6 separate regions of the Mus musculus genome follow, and all the other regions are linked to region 1. The links are chromatin contacts, called in public HiChIP or PLAC-seq and promoter capture Hi-C maps. All regions are on one chromosome and are shown on one strand. Each heading gives the region's core, a stretch centred on a gene start, on an enhancer-like site or on the middle of the called end of the contact. The rest is flanking DNA. Distances are from core to core; before and after follow the strand shown. Region 1 holds the start of Prkar1a (protein kinase, cAMP dependent regulatory, type I, alpha). Region 2 overlaps Abca9 (ATP-binding cassette, sub-family A (ABC1), member 9). Region 3 overlaps Rgs9 (regulator of G-protein signaling 9). Region 4 overlaps Rgs9 (regulator of G-protein signaling 9). Region 5 has its middle 14 kb from the start of Gm39441. Region 6 overlaps Gm39444 (a long non-coding RNA gene).

Region 1 (2,716 bases), core at 68-2,567:
TCATGTGAAACGCCAAATAATCTAATTTTATGGCCTTAGGATTTTTAATCGGGTATGTCTTGGTTCCACGTTTGTATTTACTTTTTAAAAACCCCACAACTTAGCTTCTCTCCAAAACAAACACTAAAACCATCATCACTGCATCGAGTATTCGTAAGAAGGGGGATTCTTGAGGAAATTCGGTTCTGATGACACTCTTGCTTTCAGAAGGACTATACTGGAGGACATATTTAAACCGCCTTTGGGAGCCTGTTGCTGACAGGGCCCACATCTAAAGGATGCCAAGTAACACTAACACAGCCTGGGGGGTGGGGTGGGGGTCATCATCTAAATGCGAGCCTTCATTTCTCTGCTCAAGAAACCTATCTATCCTGGCTCCCTCAAGTCATCGGCTGTCCCCACACCCGCTCTGGGCTGGAGTTAAGGGTTAACGGGCGCCGCGTATTTTCACGAGGGAGGGCAGGAAAGTGCCCTTCACTTCACTTAGGCCACGGTCATGATCACTGAGAGCAGCAAGACGGCCCCTCATCCCCCACCAGGCAGGAGGCCGCAGACGTGGAGTGGAGCGGAGCGGGAGGCCTGGGGAGGCTGGGGTGGGCGGTGGTGGGGGCTGGAAAGGACGAGAAGTGTTAGGGGGACAAAGGGAAATGGAGCTAGGCTGAAATCACCGAGCGGAGGGGTGGAGGGAGACGAGCCCGCGAAGAGGAGGGGGGAAGCCAGGGCAGAAGAAACGACTGGGCAGAGATGAAGACTACAGCCGAGTGGCGAGGCTAAGACCGAAAAGCCATGGCGGATTCCGGTTTAAAAAAAAAAAAAAAATACCGAGCTCTTGTCCTTCAGGAAGTGGGGGAGGGAGGACGGGCGCCGAGGCCGCGGCGCGCGGGGGCGGAGGCGGCCGGGGAGCCGAGGGCAGCGCAGGACCGGGGACCCGGAGACACTCAGGACGGGGGCGGAACGGCGGGGGGCAGGGGCGGCCTACGGCCCCGCGGGGAACGGTGCAAGGGCGGACCCCGGGGGACAGTGCGAGGCCTGCGACAGGCCCCGAGGCCGCCTCGGAGGCGCAGGGGGTGCGGCCGTCCCCCCGCAGCGCGCTCCCCGGGGCGCCATCTTGGCTCGCTCCCGCGCCTTCAGGGACGCGCAGCGGAGCGCCGCGGCCGGCGACTCCCCGGTCAGGCCTCGGGCCCGCACTCACCTGAGGGCGGGCGGCGGCACGAGCAGGGGCTAACGCAGGGCGAGGCGGCCGGGGTGACCGAGCGTCCAGCGGGCTCAGCTCGCAGCCTCACTACCACTCTGCGATAGCGGCTCGGCGACGGCTCCACCGGAAACCAGCCGACCGCGGCCAATCAGCGTTCGGCTGCTGACGTCAATGCGCCTCGCTCTGGCCAGGGCGGTTGCCTTGGCAACCTTAAAGGCGCAGACGCCTAGGATCCTCCTCCAACCCCATCCCCACCCCCCTCAAGCCCACCACCGGCTACTCCCACCCCCTACCCTTAGCCCGTCGTCATCTAGCTAGAACCGTTCTCTTGCAGGGCACCTCTCCATCTTTATCTTGTCGCGTATACGTAGCCCCTTCATCGCTCTCATCTTTTTCCTTCTCTTTCTGCTAACCCGTTTCTGTCTCCTTTATTGTCCCTTCCTTACCAGGTGTGGTGGGGGGTCCTCTAGATTGTTTAGCTGTTCGGAGATCTCAGCCTCTCCTCGGTTCCTCGGTGGCTCTTGCGTCTGCCTCCCTCCACGCCTCTGTCTTTTCTCCCTCCCTTCGACCCTCCTACCGCAGACCCACGTGGGACGATTCGGTGACAGGTGGGCGACTCCGCCCTGGGTGCTATGGGACGGCAGGGAGGGGGATGGGGTTACAGGACGCTGGGCGGACAAGGAGATCCCTGCTGTTGGAAGAGGAGGAGGCCCTAGCGGATCTACCACAGCTGAGCGCAAGCGGATGCTGAGATGCTCCTGATGGACAGAGCGCGCATCCTGTGTAGACCCCCGCAATACCCGGGGTTCCGGACTCGGGCCTGTCATCCGGTCCAGGAAATCTGAGCCCCTATCAAGCCTCTGCTTGGCTAATCTGACTACTGTCTCCACAAGTGAGCTGTCATCAATGGAGGCCCTACCGTGCCTACAGAAGCACCAGATGTAGGGAGACTTCCAAGAGGAGCCCGGAGTCCTGATAATGCCCTAGCCTCCTATTATGCCAGACTGCGTCATGGGCAGTACAGACAGATGGGCAGATCAAATCATTGACCAAGCAAGAAATCTGAGCTGCATGAGAAAACAAGAGAAAAGGCGACTTCATTATTCCTTCAGTCAACTTTCCCCTTAAGTATGTGAAAATGAAAGCAAGGGACACAATTTTAGGCATATGAATTAAATAAATAAAGTGGGCCTAAATAAATACATAAATAAAATAGGCCCCTGCAGTGTGTGGTTCTGAGTAGCTGCAAGGTGTTGACAGCCTCATCGTGTATGTGCTAGGGCAATGTGCGTAGAAAATATCACGGATTTAACACTTAGTACCAAAAAAGGTTACAATATCTCCTGCATAATTTTCACAGTGATCCCCAGTTAAGATATTTGGGTTAAGTGGTGTTTGTAAATTTCACCTTTTTAAGCCTGACTTTGTCTTGGAATACCCAGACTATGATAAGGGCTCTGAACATTAGTTATGATTACCCCCCCTAGTAGTCAGAGGAAGGAAGGGGGAAGAGAAGGAAGC
Region 2 (2,716 bases), core at 82-2,581, 480 kb before region 1:
TGCATTATCCAGAAGCAGAAGAATAACTCTTTATAAATATCGAACTGAACTACTTTGGCATAAGTTTATGAAAATAGAAAAAAATAACTTCTCCATGGGTGTTCCAAGAATGTGTATTATATAATAAATTATGTGTTTTGTTTTTGTTTTGTGTGTGTGTAGAAAGGGAGATAGCTAAATATAGACATAGAGATAAATGCTATTGATGTGTGAAATGCTTTAATCTTAGAGTAAGAGACGGGAGCTCTGTTCTACAGATAGAACCTTGGGACGGGCCCATTTATTTGGCTGATACACTGAGGACAGTACAATCAAGTCAGAGACCTGCTTTCTCTCCGCTTACCATGTCTGTATGATTGTAGGAACACATGCTTTATGAGTACGGATTCATGAGCAACGCATTTTTCTGGATACCAGTGGCTGCCAGCCTCACCCCTTACATTGCGATGGGCAGCATCAGTGACCACAAAGTAAGACATTATTAAAGTCTTCAGATCTCCTTCACACCCAGGAAAACTTCCTTTGGATCTTGTGAGCATAGGTAGCGAATCTAATGTGTGTGTTCGTTGCAATATATAATGGAGCATTTCAATAATAGGCTGTCAAAATAGGAATAAAACGCATTTTCCTTAAACAGGATAGCGCCACCAACCAGTAGCAAGTGACAGCTTTTAATTATTCTTGGAGACCACCCTATTCTTCCTACAACACACTCCTTGGTACTCATATCTCATCACAAAGACAGTTTCAACCCAGACCTTTTCCCCGTTTAATAAGGCCCATTAAAAACTGCCATGCAAAATATTTGAATGGGGCTTATGGTCATAAGACTTTCCTCATTTGTTAACTGTTTCTTCTCCACCAGGAATGAATACCACTAAAGTAGCAATGTTTTTTCCTTTAAATTCTGCACATTCTGTTGCTTCCCATCCCAGTGAATAATGGACCGGCCTCTGTTCCCATGCCCTATCAGACACATTTTAAGTGTAAGAGTGTTTGTCTGCATGCATTTATCTATCACATGCATATAGTGCACGTGCCTATGAAGGTTAGGAGAGGATGTCCAGTTCCCTGGAACTAGAGTTACCATCCCTGTTCAAAGTCTCCCTGCACAAGCCTGACAGCTGCCAATCAAGGCATCATGCGCAACAGCTCAGCATTTGTAAATAAAAAATTAAATATAAAAGTGTTTAATAAGGACCTATCGCTAACATCCGTACTCTTGACAGTATCCAGCAGTAGATTAAAAAAAAACCCCTTAGGGAGAGCTGAGTCAACTTATCTGTCTTGTTTTGCAATATTAGCCGTCCCTCTGGTGTAGGGTTGTGGCAAGTGGTGATGTCATTTTCCAAACAAGAGTAATAGTTATTAAAGGGATACAGTAAGAATAGCTGCTGTGACTATGCGTGTGGTTGCCTGGGTCTCAGCTTTCTAGGATTTTATGATGATCTTTATGTTTTGTTTTTGTTTGTTTGTTTTTGTTTATTATTATTATCAGAAAAAAGTTCTTTCCCAGCTGTGGACTTCAGGCCTTTACCCGTCTGCTTACTGGTGTGGACAGGCTCTGGTGGACATTCCCATATACTTCCTCATTCTCTTTCTCATGCAAATAATGGACAGTGTTTTTAGTTCTGAGGAGTTTATATCTGTGATGGAGAGCCTGTTGATTCAGGTAAGTGGCAAAGATTTAGAAATTCTTACTTTGGGGATGAAGTTTTATTAGACCATCTTTTCCGCGAATGGAATAATATTAGTTCACAGAGTCCCCTTGGCAGGTTTAATCTAGGTTCCATTGATAAAAGAATTTAAAAAAAATCTCAGAAAGGAACTTGAGAATGATTTGTTGGGGTTCAAAAAAGGAAGAAAGCCCCACACAAGCTGGAAATATTAGCAGCTGCCAGGAGAAGGGGGCTGAAACATGGGGGGGAGGGGGGAGGGAGAGGGAGGGAGAGAGAGAGAGAGAGAGAGAGAGAGAGAGAGAGAGAAAGAGAGAGAGAGGCTAACAGAATACCCATAAAAGGTAGACCTTGAGGCAAAATGAGCGCTGTGCAGAGAAGGAATGAGGTAGGCAGAGTCCTTGCTCTTTTGGTTCTCACTGATAGAATGCAAAAACTGTCCTTTTTCCAGGGTGGCAGGGGTTTGGGCACAAAATCAGCTTGAAAGGTGCTCTCTACACTTGTAGATGACCAGAGCGGGAACTACGGCACATTAATATGATGTGACGCAGCCTTGCAGTCACCCCACAGTTTTTCTTGGGGCCTGGCCTCAGGCTGTGGAAGATAACGAGCTGCATTAACTGTAGGCTTCCTTTAAAGTTGTGTTAGCTTTGGACCAAGAGTGACTGACTGAGACTATCTTATACTGCCAGCATACCCTTTAATGTTGACGCTGTTGGGCCATTTGGAAGTCCCTGTTATGACCCTTGCCTTTAGTTCTAAGCATTCTGAGGACTGTAACTGACTACTGAAAGGCCAGCAATGTTTTATTGATTTTTAAATCTTATTTTTAAATTAGTTGAGCGTTTCAGACCTGTCTTGATTGTATTTACACCCTGTTCCCCAACTCTTTCCCAATTCACCCACCCAGACTTTATTAATCCCAAATATATGAGAAAAAAAACACTTCCATGATGGAGCAATTAAAGCAAGTTTTATTTTCCACGTTTGTTATTATTAATTGATTATTTTATTTATTTACATCCCAAATGTTGCCCCCC
Region 3 (2,716 bases), core at 64-2,563, 400 kb after region 1:
AAAATCTTCCTATGACATGTGACAAAGCCATGTTTGAACTAGGGACAGAAAATTGACAAGGGGACAGGACTGGAAGAAAAACAGCACTATCACACTAGGACAGATCTCTCTAAATAGCTTCCCATCCCAGGGCTGTCACACATTTTTTTCTGAGAAGACAGTAATAGACATGTAACTAAGCCGATACCAGAAGAGAGGCCAGGCAGGCCAATTATGCCATGGAATTATCCGGGCTCTCTGGGTTGGATTTCTAGGAAGCCCTCTTTCTATCTGCTTTTCAGAATTGTCAAGTACAGCGAGCAGTTCTCGTCCAATGACGCCATCATGTCCGGCTGCCTTCCAAGCAATCCTTGGATAACAGACGACACCCAGTTCTGGGATTTAAATGCCAAATTGTATGTATTTCAAACATTGAAATTTTAACAAATCTGGTTTGTTTGATTTTATTTTGTCGAGTGTATGTGTGTGATGTGTTTGCACGTGTGTATGATTGAGACCAGGTGTGTGGGTCCATGTGTTCATGTGTATGGAGGCCTTAGGCTGGTATCAGATGTCTTCCTTCCACCCATCTACACTTTGTTTATTAAGTGGTGGTCTCTCACTGAGCCCATAGTTCTCCAGTTCTGGCTAGTCTACCTAGCTAGCTTTCCCTGGGGATCCCGTCTCTGCCTCCTGAGGGGGCAGTTTACAGGCGGCTACCACACCTGCTAGGTTTTTACATGAGTTCTGGAGACCCAAAGTGGTTTTCACACTTTTATAGCAAATGCTTTATCCACTGAGCCATCTCCTCAGCCCAAAATGTGCTTTATTTTAGGGTGGTCTGTGGTTCAGTTGGTAGAGTGTCTAGAATTCATGAAGCCTCAGATTTGACCCCCAACACAATATAATGGTGCACCTGTAACCCCAGCACCTGGGAGGCAGGAGGATCAGGCATTCAAGGTTCCTGAGCTACATAGCAGGTTCAAAGCCAACCTGGTATACACCAGGCCCTATATCAAGTTTGAGTTTTTTTTTTTTTGAGTTGTAATTCATATGTCATACAATTTACCCATTTAAAGTGTACAGTTAAAATTTTGTTATATTGACAGGGGAATATAATCTCTACCACAATGTTTTAAAAACAAATCTGCACCCTCTAGTTGTTGGTGCCCCCAAATCTCCACTCCCTGCCCTCCCCCTAGATGGTCAGTGGTCAATCTATTTTCTGATTATCCGTATTCTTCTATTCTAGATGCTTCCTGTAAATGACATCATAGGATGTGTGGTCTTTCATTGGGCATTTTTCACTTCCTGCTAAACTTTCAGAGTTTATTCACACTGTAGCAGGATGTAGCATTTTGTTTCAGTTTTGTATAAACAAACTTCCCTGTGTGAACCCGTCTGTCTAGAGAAGGACATTTGGGCTTTTCCCAAGTGGTAACTATCATGACAAATGCTGTCACAAACATTCGTGCACATTCAGGGTAAAAGGGAAGTCTTGGTGAGTGACAGATGCTGACTGGTAGCTGTGACCACAGCATCCAGGGACCAATATGTCACTGGAATTCTAACCTGGCTTGAAGGTGGCAGCCTGAGCCTTCATAGATTGTTTTATGACGGGGATCTTTACCCCTGAAGAACAGGGATCCACTGGGTTGTGACTCTCCCTCAGCTCTGGGAGGCCACATCTCTGGTGTGAACCCCAGGGGACTTGGAGGCTGTGTCCTCCTAGTAAGTGGCAACTTGGATTGTGTGTCTATGCAGAGGCTAGGGGGCAGAGCAAAACTGGGATCAGGTGGAGACATTGGCCAAGGACCTCATGAAGGTTGGTAGACCTATCACTCCCACTGAGGCTAAGTACAGCCCCTGTCTCCCAGGGAGTGCCACATTTACCAGTCACCATCCTTGCAGGGTGGAGATCCCAACCAAGATGCGAGTGGAGAGATGGGCTTTCAACTTCAGCGAACTGATTCGAGACCCCAAGGGTCGGCAGAGCTTCCAGTACTTTCTCAAGAAGGAATTTAGTGGTGAGTTCTCTTTCCTTCCTTCCTTCCTTCCTTCCTTCCTTCCTTCCTTCCTTCCTTCCTTCCTTCCTTCCTTCCTTCTTTCCTCCCTCTTTCCCTTCCTCCCTCCCTCCTTCCCTCCCTCCATCCCTCCCTACCTCTGTTCTTTCCTACCTTCCTCCTTCCCTCCCTTCCTCCCTCCCTTTCTTTTAATTCCTCTTCTCTCCCTCCCCTTCCCTCCTCTCTGAGACAGGATTACGTGTAGCCCAGGCTACCTCTTGGTTCTTTTGACTCTCCATCCCAAGTGCTGGGAACATGCATGAGACCCTCTACTTGGTGTTAAAGGGTGCTGAAGCTCGAACCCACAGCTTGGTGGGTGCATGGCAAAGACTTCAGGGACTAAGCAGCCCCTCCTTCCAGCACGAGTCTTTTAAAAAAAGTTACTCTCCCTTTCATGGCCAGCCTAGACTTTTAGGAGTTTTGCAGTGGGTGCTTCCATACCTTGTTAAGGTCTAAACAGGATCTCCTGCTTTCCCAGGAGTAAGAGTCTAACCTGGGTCCAGGACCTTCATTTTCCATAGGCTCAGAAAGTCACTGCATTCTGAGGTGTGTGTGTGTGTGTGTGTGTGTGTGTGTGTGTGTGTGTGTGTGTGTGTGTGTATAGCACCAGGGAATGTTAACATCTTTTCTACAATCTCCTTAGCCTCACTCACAATTCCCAGGGAATTCTCCAT
Region 4 (2,716 bases), core at 146-2,645, 380 kb after region 1:
GGTGCCATCTTATTTTAACTTGGTGTGGCAGAAAGGCTCGGGGTCATAGTCCTTGTCCCTCCTGATCTTTTTAGTTGGGAAATGGAGGCTCGGAGAGGCTAACACTACTTGGTCAGGGTCACTTGGTTGGGCTAGAATGACTCAATTCTATTCAGCATAACACTTTTGTGTTTCTAGTGGGTTCCAGCCCTAAGCTGAGCCCAGGAGCAAGGAGATGGAATTGTCTCTTTCCCCAGCCCCTCCATGCCCTCTGCTACTTCTGTGCTCTGAGTGGGACAATCTCAGCCACCCACACCCTGACAAAACCCTTCCAGGAGCTGCCGCTCAGAGCTGTCTCAGTGGCTCCCACTTTCCTCCTCCAGAAGTCCTAGATAAGTCTGAGTACCCAGACTCTTCAGAGATTCCTCTCCTCACTTGAGGCTCTGTGGGACAGGGAATTCCTAAAAGACTCCTTTCTTCTGAGACACCAGTGTCCCCTTAACTCCATGACTTAACTCATGGATTTTAGATGTGGAATCCTACCACAAAACTAGATGGGCCATGTGGGCTTGCCTGTAGAGAGAGTTTTTGTCATGCTGAGCCCCTCCCGCTGTGTGTGTGTGTGTGTGTGTGTGTGTGTTCTTCCTCTTCCTTTTTTTCCTCCTCTTGTGGCTATGTGACTTGCTCATTCTTTTGTGGCCCAGCCTCGTAAATTACACACGCTATGCCCGACACTCTAGTGGTGGAAGTCAGCATAAAACTCCACCTGGTTCTAAGCGGGAGGGGAAACAGACCCCTCCATCCACAGGAAGGGCCTGGAGACACATTTCTGAATCACTACAGAGACCGTTTTTGATTTTGCTTCTGTTTTCATAATGTTTTCTCACAGTACGAACACCACAGGCAAGTCTGTATTTACTTGAGTACTCTTGCAACGCTTAGACTAAAAACCACTCAAAGGCTGGAGCTATGTTTTGACTCCCAGTAATTGGAACATAGTAGGAGATCAATAAATCCATGAATGAGCAGAAGATTAAACAAATGGAATTGTGAAAAAAAAAGTCACATGAGCAACTCGATGAATTCCTTATTTACTGGCTCTTTGGGATCTGTCACAGCTCTCCTGACCTCCGCACAGTGCTGCTGCTGAGCAAGTCCAGACAGGCCAGCTGGTCTCATTAAAGATGGGCTCCATTTACAAGGCTGGCTAGTATTATAGAAACCACGCAAACCTCAGGGTGCTTGTGGTCCATCCTCCCGAGGACTCCGGCTGGTTACGCTGGTAGAAAATCCATTAGGTTGTTAAGGGGAATAGGGGCAACAATGTTTCTATTTAATTTCCAGAGGAGGTTGGTAGAACACCCTCCTGGAATGGCTGCGCTGCTCACCCATCTGGCTCTCTGGATGCTATTATGCTCTTCACAGAACATTAACGAGGAAGTAAATCCACCACCTCTGTGTGAGGAGGGTGTTTGCGTCATCTCGTGTTGCCCGTTGCCTGGGAAAACAGACGTTAATAAATGTGAGCACAGCTAGCCTTGGAAGTGGGACTGGTGCTCTTGGCGTGATAATGAGTACTTCTTCCCTTCCGGAGGGGGAGGCCCGGCATCACTTCCTCCTGCGGTGGCAAAGGGGAGATGATTAGACAAAACAGGATAACCTTTTACAGTCCCCAGCAGGACTGAGAAAAGGCTATGACTTGTCACCGCCTCACTGGAGGGACAGGGAAGGACAAACAGGAGAAAAATAGGACTTCCTGAGACACTCGTTGCTCCAGCATAGCTCTGGTGTGGATTGTTACCCATCTGCCTGTTGGGATGTTGATTATCTTGTTTGCTGAAGCAGGGAAACCAGTATGAAGTCAGGGAGGCCACTGGGTCACATGATCATCTCTGCTCGCTTCGTAGTGACTTTGGTGACAGATCTGATTCTGGAGCTGGTCATGGTGACAGCACCTAAGTCATGCAGCCCAGTACCATGAAGAAGTGGAACACATTCTCAATTCCCAGAGAGGATGCAGCAGCCCACCCCCCCCGCCCCCACATACAGGGCCTTCCACTCCTCCTCTTCCTTCATCTTTTGTACTTAACAGTGAGTGACAGACTGTTAAGGAGCCCACCAAGACAAAGGGACCTCACCAAGTTGCTAGGATCGAATGAGTCCATGCATGTTGGAACGGTACCCGGAGCAAAAGAGTGATGTGCTATTGGCAGTGCTTGCTGTGTTTTTTATGTACATTCTTTGAGCAGGTGGGGAAAGCGGTCCAGGTCATCAGGAATGGGGGTCATCTTAGACCTTAAGATGTGAAGCACTGCTCGCCCTGAGCCTAGCTTTTGTGTTGTTTTAGGACTGGAAAGGAAAGGAACAAAGCCGACAGGTACGCGCTGGACTGCCAGGAGAAGGCGTATTGGCTGGTGCACCGAAGTCCGGTAAGTAAGGCTTCCCTTTCTCCCCTGACTCCTCCCCATTCTGTGCTCACCGCAGCACAGCTGCCTCTGGCTTCCCACCTTCTTGTCGCCAACAAGAGTTGAACTGGATTATCTGGTGTGGGCTGCCTTGTGCTGTGTCTTCTTGGTGGGGTCCTTACAGCTTGTCTGTCAGTGTTAAGTACCAAGCAACGGGAATCGACTCATCTTTTGTGAGGGTTTGGAATTTTTGTTGTTGAGGTTTAAGGAAATAAGAAGATCTGGGAACACAGGTCCCGAATGAGAAAAAAAACAAGACACTGAGAGCAGAG
Region 5 (2,716 bases), core at 114-2,613, 340 kb after region 1:
GAAGCCCTGTTTAGAGCTGCAGATCCCCTGAAACTGTTGTTGCAGCTGTTTGTGAGCCCTTCTATCATGTGCAAGAGCAGTAAGTGCTCTTAATCGCTGGGCCATCTCTCCAGCCCCTCATTTCCTTTTCTAAATATTTTATGGCTTGTGGTACTTTCTTTTACATGTTTATAAAACTTGGAGCCACCTTTACGGGAACCTAGCCTTATGATTTCCAAAAAAAGTAGATGTGAAATGCCTTTTGGGAGGTGAGAATGAATGCCTTCTGCACAGGACAGTGCCCGGGTGACTTATTTCTGTATTCCAACATCTTCCAAGATGTGTTCCTGGAAAAACAAAACAAAACAAACCAAACCATGGAGCCATAATAATAAGGTCTTGCTCAAAGGTTTGTGATGAAAAATCTTGGGGATCAGCAGACTAAACAAAGTTGAGCAAGTTCTAATTACTTCAGGTCTTCCAGGAGTCTTCATATTGTTACTATGTGGAGACTCCAGTTTAAACTTCAGGACTGCTGGTTCATCTCTTGTTCCCTTCTCAGGACCACACTGCAGCAAAGCCTCTTTACATAAAGCATTCCAAGGTGTCTTCATAAACCCTCGGAAGGTCTATCAGTGTACAAAGAAACATGTAGCCCCGTACGGTCTCACTTGCTGGGGTATGATAATAGATCGTCTTATTTCAAATAGAAGACACTCAGGTTCACAAAGGTTAGGTACCTGTGGTGAGCGGCTGCTTGTTGGGGGACTAGGAACAAGGGAAATATTCTAGCTGAATAACCCAACGTGATGGGGGTTGCATTTTTTTTTTCTTGGCAAGACCTTGGATATGACACCTTCACCAGCTCCCTAAGCTAGCCTTGGATTTGGCATCCCCCTATAGCTCCAGGGCATTGTGACATATCTCAGGTGTGCATAATTCTTCCAGGACCTGATCTCGTCCTCATTAACCCAAGTTGTCTCTCTCATTTCCAGTCACAACTAGAGTATATTGTTACTTGATATTTATTTATGGACAAGCTAGTCTTTGTCTCAGATGCACACACACACTCCCCAAGCCCCATTCTTTTAAATTTGAGTGTCACTATGATTTTTTATAACCCATCTGGTAGTGAGCGGTTACAGACAGGAAAGAGGGCTACAGCTTGGGGTACCGGAGGAAAGGCACTCCCGAGAGAAAGGGAATCTGGTGTGGCGCTCCCTTGCCACACTCCAATCCTGCACCCATCTGGAGCAAATTCCGCAGAAAAGGCGAGCCCCGCAGCCCCCGGCAAGAGAGCCTAGCAAAGCCTTAGGACACTATGAAGAATAGAGTAAACGCAGGGCACCAGCGCCTGTAGGGCGAGGCCGGAAGTGAGCTGAGGGCGGAAATCCTCTGCAGGAGCCTAAGCGTCCTCTCTAGGAGTGTGGAGGTCTTTGCATCTCCTTGGTCCAGTGGAGGGAGCGGGGAGCCCGCCAAGTTTTTGGGAGACTCCTTACCTTTGGTGCTGACAGAGCCACCTAGTGAGGATGGGAGACCACTGACATTACTGCTTAAAACAAAACAAAACAACACACAATAAAACAACGAAGACACCGGAGCACAGTAGGGCACCACCTAAATCTTCAACAGTTCCCTATCCCCTACTCCCCCAGCATAGAACACATATTTTTCCAAAATCTTTTTATTTTAAATTATGTATTTATTTATGTGCACACGTGTCTTAGTCAGGGTTTCTATTCCTGCACAAACATCATGACCAAGAAGCAAGTTGGGGAGGAAGGGGTTTATTCGGCTTACATTTCCATACTGCTGTTGATCACCAAAGGATGCAGGACTGGAACTCAAGCAGGTCAGAAAGCAGGAGCTGATGCAAAGGCCATGGAGGGATGTTCTTTACTGGCTTGCTTCATCTGGCTTGCTCAGCCTGCTCTCTTATAGAACCAAGACTACCAGCCCAGAGATGGCACCACCCACAAGGGGCCTTTCCCCCTTGATCACTAATTGAGAAAATGCCTTACAGCTGGATCTCATGGAGGCATTTCCTCAACTGAAGCTCCTTTCTCTGTGATAACTCCAGCTGTGTCAAGTTGACACAAAACTAGCCAATACAACACATATTTTAATTTTAATATTTAATTATATATTTGTGTATGTACACATGTGTTTTTAAATCACATTTTAGTGTGTGTGTGTGCTGATGCCCTGGAGGCCTGAAGAGGTTGTCAGATCTCCTGGAGCTGGAGTTATTCGTGGTTGTGGGCCACCTGATGTGGGTGCTGGGATGGAACTCAAGTCTTCTGTAAGAGCAGTCTGTACTCTTAGCAGCTGAGTCAACTCTTCAGCGTGTGTGTGTGTGTGTGTGTGTGTGTGTGTGTGTGTGTGTATACATACTCATATACATATATTCTGAGACAGTGTATTTTTCATGCAACACACAGGAAAACTGATGATGATGATGTATTAGAATGGTTTCATCTGTGAAGCCTCACATTGAATGTAGGCTGGTGCTATACTTGAGCTGTTTTTTTTTCTCTTCATACCCTGGGCACGAGCACACACAGCGGTCCCTCTACTTCCTTCTCTAATTCCAGTTGGCTCATCTGTTGAGTCATGGTTTCAGGTGAGCCAGCTTTTATGCACTATTGTATCTGTATTTTCTGCTCTATAAAATAGTGAAATTTGAGTGAGTTTATAACTGCTGAGTCTGGTGGAGGGAAGAGCTGTCCAGGTGTAG
Region 6 (2,716 bases), core at 66-2,565, 280 kb before region 1:
CTTAATAGAGAAAAGCTTACCAAAGAACTTCTCATGACATCCCTGTGTCTTCTTGCCTCTTCCACAGAATCAGGCTGGTTGGTGAGCCTCACGGTTTCTTCTGAACTGAACTGCCCTTGACAATTCATGTGTGGTGTCTGTCAAGTGGACCGGATTGCAGATGCTAATTTGTGTTTTGTGTTTGTCTAGTGAACTGGACTGAGAACAACAATGATTGGAATCACCCCCCAAAGAACTATTTCTAAACATGTCCACTTCCCCTGTCTCCTAATTACCTTTCTTTTCCACTACTTCTGGTGGGTGATGGGATAGAAGGGAGATTGAACCCTTACAAAGATAGGTTGTGAAAAATATATGCCTATAAAACCCTCTGTCCCCATTCATGTATATCACCATAAAAGAAGAAGACATATATTGTGATTGTATTTTCCTGAGACTAAGTTTGCATATCTAACTGACCTTTTTCATTATCTAGAAAGATGTAGCAATTTGGAATCCCAAGGAATATAATGCCAAGCTGGGAGCTTTCTGGATATATGATTAGAATAGAGCATCCAATCCTACCAAACCTTAACACACTATGTTGTTACAGTAGAATCCCAGACACTAGACATTTCTTCTTCTCTATTTCTGTAAGTCAATGTTCAGAGATCAGTAGATTAATCAAAATCATACAATAGCTAAAGAGCTTACCCAGGGTCCTACTGACAATTGATCTTCTCATCGCTCCAAACAGCTTCAATGTCATGCTAATTTGGTTTGGAAAGCAGCAGGTGTAGAAACCCCAGACCCTTCCCAACGTGCTCCAAATTCAATCAGAAATGAAATCATACCTATGTGGTATGAAGCAAAAAGATAACAAAATAACATTATAGAATGCCATGCTGCATGCTATCAACAGAAGTGTTCACTGCAATATTTTAAGGAAGGGCTGGAGAGATGGTTTAGTCGTTTTTCCAGAGAACTCCAGTTCAGTTCCTAGCACCCACTTTGGGTGACTCTAATTTCAGCTCCAGAGAATCAGACATCTTTTTCTGCCCTTTATCTGCACAAATACATACACACACACACACCAATAAATAATAAATAAATTTTAAAATCTTTTTAATGTTTAAAGATAAGGAGATGCATTTTGGAATTAGCCTGTCTTATGAATGTGAGCTGAAAGACATTTATCCTTGAATTTGAAGGAATCATTGGAGGCTTATGGGTGAGAGCAGAACAAAATTACTGGAAAGCAACTGGAGGGTTATCAAAGATAAATTGTTCTTACTTCAATACAAGGCACATGGCCAAAGGTGACCTGTTTGACCAAGAGTCTGCAAACATTTCTTTAGTGGTGACTAACTGGCCCTTCTAGTTACAGTCTGTGGGTTTCTGGGGTTCAAAAGAAACTGGCAAAGTCCGCCTCAAATGGAATGGCAGCAAGCCAATAACTAGGAAAACAGCTCAAATACAGTAAGTAGCTTAATTCTATTGTGATTTGGAGGCGGTGGAGACCAGTAACTCACAAGGTAATCATTTAAGTGGTAATCATCTAGAAAGACTGGGAAGAGGATAAGGAAGGAGAAAACAAAGAGATACCTAGAGTGACTTGTCTTCAGATCTGTGCCATTCTGAACCAAAGGTCATCTGACTCTTTGTATAATGGCCACAGCCACAGTTATTGGCCATCAGCCATCAGATTTTACTGGGGTTCTGTTTTTGGTTTTGTTTTTGGTTATTGTGAAACCCAAACCACAGCTGTTAAGCACTTAGTTGCAGCTGTCTGGCAATGACATTCTGCCTCTACTTGATATAAACTCCATGTGTTCCTTTGTGAATGACCTCTTCCTTTGCTTCGCTGATAAGGACTTTTGAATAGTAAAGATATTTACACTTGTGGGGGTTGCTGCATCGGTGGACACAGACTTCTGAAGCATTGTGTTGCCTGTCTGATGTTTCAAACACAGGAATTTAGAATGGAATGTGGTCCAAGAGCCTGGATCCCAGGTCTCTTAAGAGAGCCCAGAGACAGAGATTGCTGGCAAAGAAAGCAGAAGAAGGGAAAGATGGGGTCTACGAGGGAGAGGGATGGTGTCAGAGGGTGAGAATGAAGGGAGAGGTGGATCTTCCACCACTCGAATCATAAAAAACCTGATGGAACTCCAGCGTGTGAAAGGTCAGGACATTATATTCAAAGGAAGTAGAGGAGTCCAGTAAGCTATAAGAGCTTCTGAGACTAGTGAAGAGAAGCAACTTAGGACAAATATTGAAACCCAATATAAAACAAAGACAGCCTTGTTCTCTACCAAAAGCTTTATGCAAGCTACTTCTAACAGTCAAGACATTAAAGACAGTGCTGGTGGTTTTTATTTCTATTAAACCATGTGTCCTAGTCTGATTTTCTGTCACTATAGTAAAACGCTGGCCAAGTCCAGTTAAGGAGAAAGGGGATGACTTCGCCTTACAGGTTACAGACTTTAATAGAGGGGAGCTAAGGCAGGAACCTGAAGGCACAAATGAAACAAAGACCACAGTGGAATGATGCGGATTGGTTTGCTCCTCATGCCCTGCTCCCCTTGCTTCTCTACACAACACAGACCTATGTGACTAAGGGTGGCACTTCCCACAGTAGGCTGGGCCCTCATCAGTGAATTAACAATCTAGAAAATGTCTCACAGACATGGATGCAGAACAGTCTGATGTGAATAATTGTTGAGTCGAGGTTTGCTCT

What was found. Promoter capture Hi-C pulls out the DNA fragments that hold promoters and counts their contacts. HiChIP or PLAC-seq counts read pairs in DNA pulled down with a chosen protein or histone mark.
Region 2: a contact with region 1 is called in an H3K4me3 HiChIP or PLAC-seq map of bone marrow-derived macrophages, with 5 times the contacts expected there. The contact joins the enhancer-like site here to the promoter of Prkar1a in region 1. A contact is called at or near these places in 2 of 39 promoter capture datasets (hippocampal neurons and liver), 2 of 484 Hi-C or Micro-C datasets (liver and peritoneal macrophages), 4 of 115 datasets of contacts at active chromatin or transcription factors (astrocytes, bone marrow-derived macrophages and embryonic forebrain) and 1 of 9 other capture datasets (macrophages).
Region 3: a contact with region 1 is called in an H3K4me3 HiChIP or PLAC-seq map of bone marrow-derived macrophages, with 5 times the contacts expected there. The contact joins the enhancer-like site here to the promoter of Prkar1a in region 1. A contact is called at or near these places in 11 of 39 promoter capture datasets (the 3T3-L1 cell line, the C10 cell line, the HPC-7 cell line and 5 more), 1 of 484 Hi-C or Micro-C datasets (the HPC-7 cell line), 21 of 115 datasets of contacts at active chromatin or transcription factors (the 230-238 cell line, DN3 thymocytes, bone marrow-derived macrophages and 13 more) and 5 of 9 other capture datasets (adipose tissue, embryonic stem cells, liver and 2 more).
Region 4: a contact with region 1 is called in an H3K4me3 HiChIP or PLAC-seq map of bone marrow-derived macrophages, with 4 times the contacts expected there. The contact joins the enhancer-like site here to the promoter of Prkar1a in region 1. A contact is called at or near these places in 2 of 39 promoter capture datasets (the HPC-7 cell line and stem cell-derived epiblast-like cells), 1 of 484 Hi-C or Micro-C datasets (LSK cells), 11 of 115 datasets of contacts at active chromatin or transcription factors (the HPC-7 cell line, bone marrow-derived macrophages, embryonic forebrain and 5 more) and 2 of 9 other capture datasets (adipose tissue and macrophages).
Region 5: an H3K4me3 HiChIP or PLAC-seq map of fetal liver shows a contact between it and region 1, with 6 times the contacts expected there. The contact joins the enhancer-like site here to the promoter of Prkar1a in region 1. A contact is called at or near these places in 4 of 39 promoter capture datasets (cranial neural crest, embryonic stem cells, hippocampal neurons and 1 more), 2 of 484 Hi-C or Micro-C datasets (B cells and bone marrow-derived macrophages), 18 of 115 datasets of contacts at active chromatin or transcription factors (the 230-238 cell line, the SCID.adh cell line, T-cell acute lymphoblastic leukemia and 14 more) and 4 of 9 other capture datasets (adipose tissue, liver, macrophages and 1 more).
Region 6: a contact with region 1 is called in a promoter capture Hi-C map of liver, with 2.4 times the contacts expected there. The contact joins the enhancer-like site here to the promoter of Prkar1a in region 1. A contact is called at or near these places in 4 of 39 promoter capture datasets (hippocampal neurons, liver and second pharyngeal arch cranial neural crest) and 1 of 484 Hi-C or Micro-C datasets (liver).

What each region holds. Positions count from the first base shown.
Region 1 is chr11:109,649,550-109,652,265 of GRCm38.p6, reverse strand. Prkar1a (protein kinase, cAMP dependent regulatory, type I, alpha) reads right to left here and starts at 1,317. Exons shown (of 11, transcript NM_001373913.1): 1 at 1,193-1,317.
Region 2 is chr11:110,129,521-110,132,236 of GRCm38.p6, reverse strand. It overlaps Abca9 (ATP-binding cassette, sub-family A (ABC1), member 9), which reads left to right. Exons shown (of 39, transcript NM_147220.2): 23 at 363-470; 24 at 1,499-1,672. Among named protein-coding and RNA genes, the nearest start is that of Abca8a, 35 kb to the right of the region's middle. Within about 2 kb of position 1,331, at least 15 of the 459 cell types and tissues checked have an H3K27ac peak or open chromatin away from gene starts, as enhancers often do. A contact at or near this core is called in bone marrow-derived macrophages, where this site is marked.
Region 3 is chr11:109,245,743-109,248,458 of GRCm38.p6, reverse strand. Rgs9 (regulator of G-protein signaling 9) reads left to right here. Exons shown (of 19, transcript NM_011268.2): 12 at 282-395; 13 at 1,891-2,006. Among named protein-coding and RNA genes, the nearest start is that of Gm39440, 28 kb to the right of the region's middle. Within about 2 kb of position 1,313, at least 20 of the 459 cell types and tissues checked have an H3K27ac peak or open chromatin away from gene starts, as enhancers often do. A contact at or near this core is called in bone marrow-derived macrophages, where this site is marked.
Region 4 is chr11:109,268,615-109,271,330 of GRCm38.p6, reverse strand. Rgs9 (regulator of G-protein signaling 9) reads left to right here. Exons shown (of 19, transcript NM_011268.2): 8 at 2,327-2,408. Among named protein-coding and RNA genes, the nearest start is that of Rgs9, 28 kb to the left of the region's middle. Within about 2 kb of position 1,395, at least 84 of the 459 cell types and tissues checked have an H3K27ac peak or open chromatin away from gene starts, as enhancers often do. A contact at or near this core is called in the HPC-7 cell line, LSK cells, bone marrow-derived macrophages and 1 more, where this site is marked.
Region 5 is chr11:109,310,973-109,313,688 of GRCm38.p6, reverse strand. No RefSeq gene overlaps it. Among named protein-coding and RNA genes, the nearest start is that of Gm39441, 14 kb to the right of the region's middle. Within about 2 kb of position 1,363, at least 258 of the 459 cell types and tissues checked have an H3K27ac peak or open chromatin away from gene starts, as enhancers often do. A contact at or near this core is called in the SCID.adh cell line, T-cell acute lymphoblastic leukemia, adipose tissue and 11 more, where this site is marked.
Region 6 is chr11:109,926,165-109,928,880 of GRCm38.p6, reverse strand. Gm39444 (a long non-coding RNA gene) reads left to right here. Exons shown (of 2, transcript XR_880288.2): 2 at 68-1,076. Among named protein-coding and RNA genes, the nearest start is that of Gm39444, 3.1 kb to the left of the region's middle. Within about 2 kb of position 1,315, at least 23 of the 459 cell types and tissues checked have an H3K27ac peak or open chromatin away from gene starts, as enhancers often do. A contact at or near this core is called in liver, where this site is marked.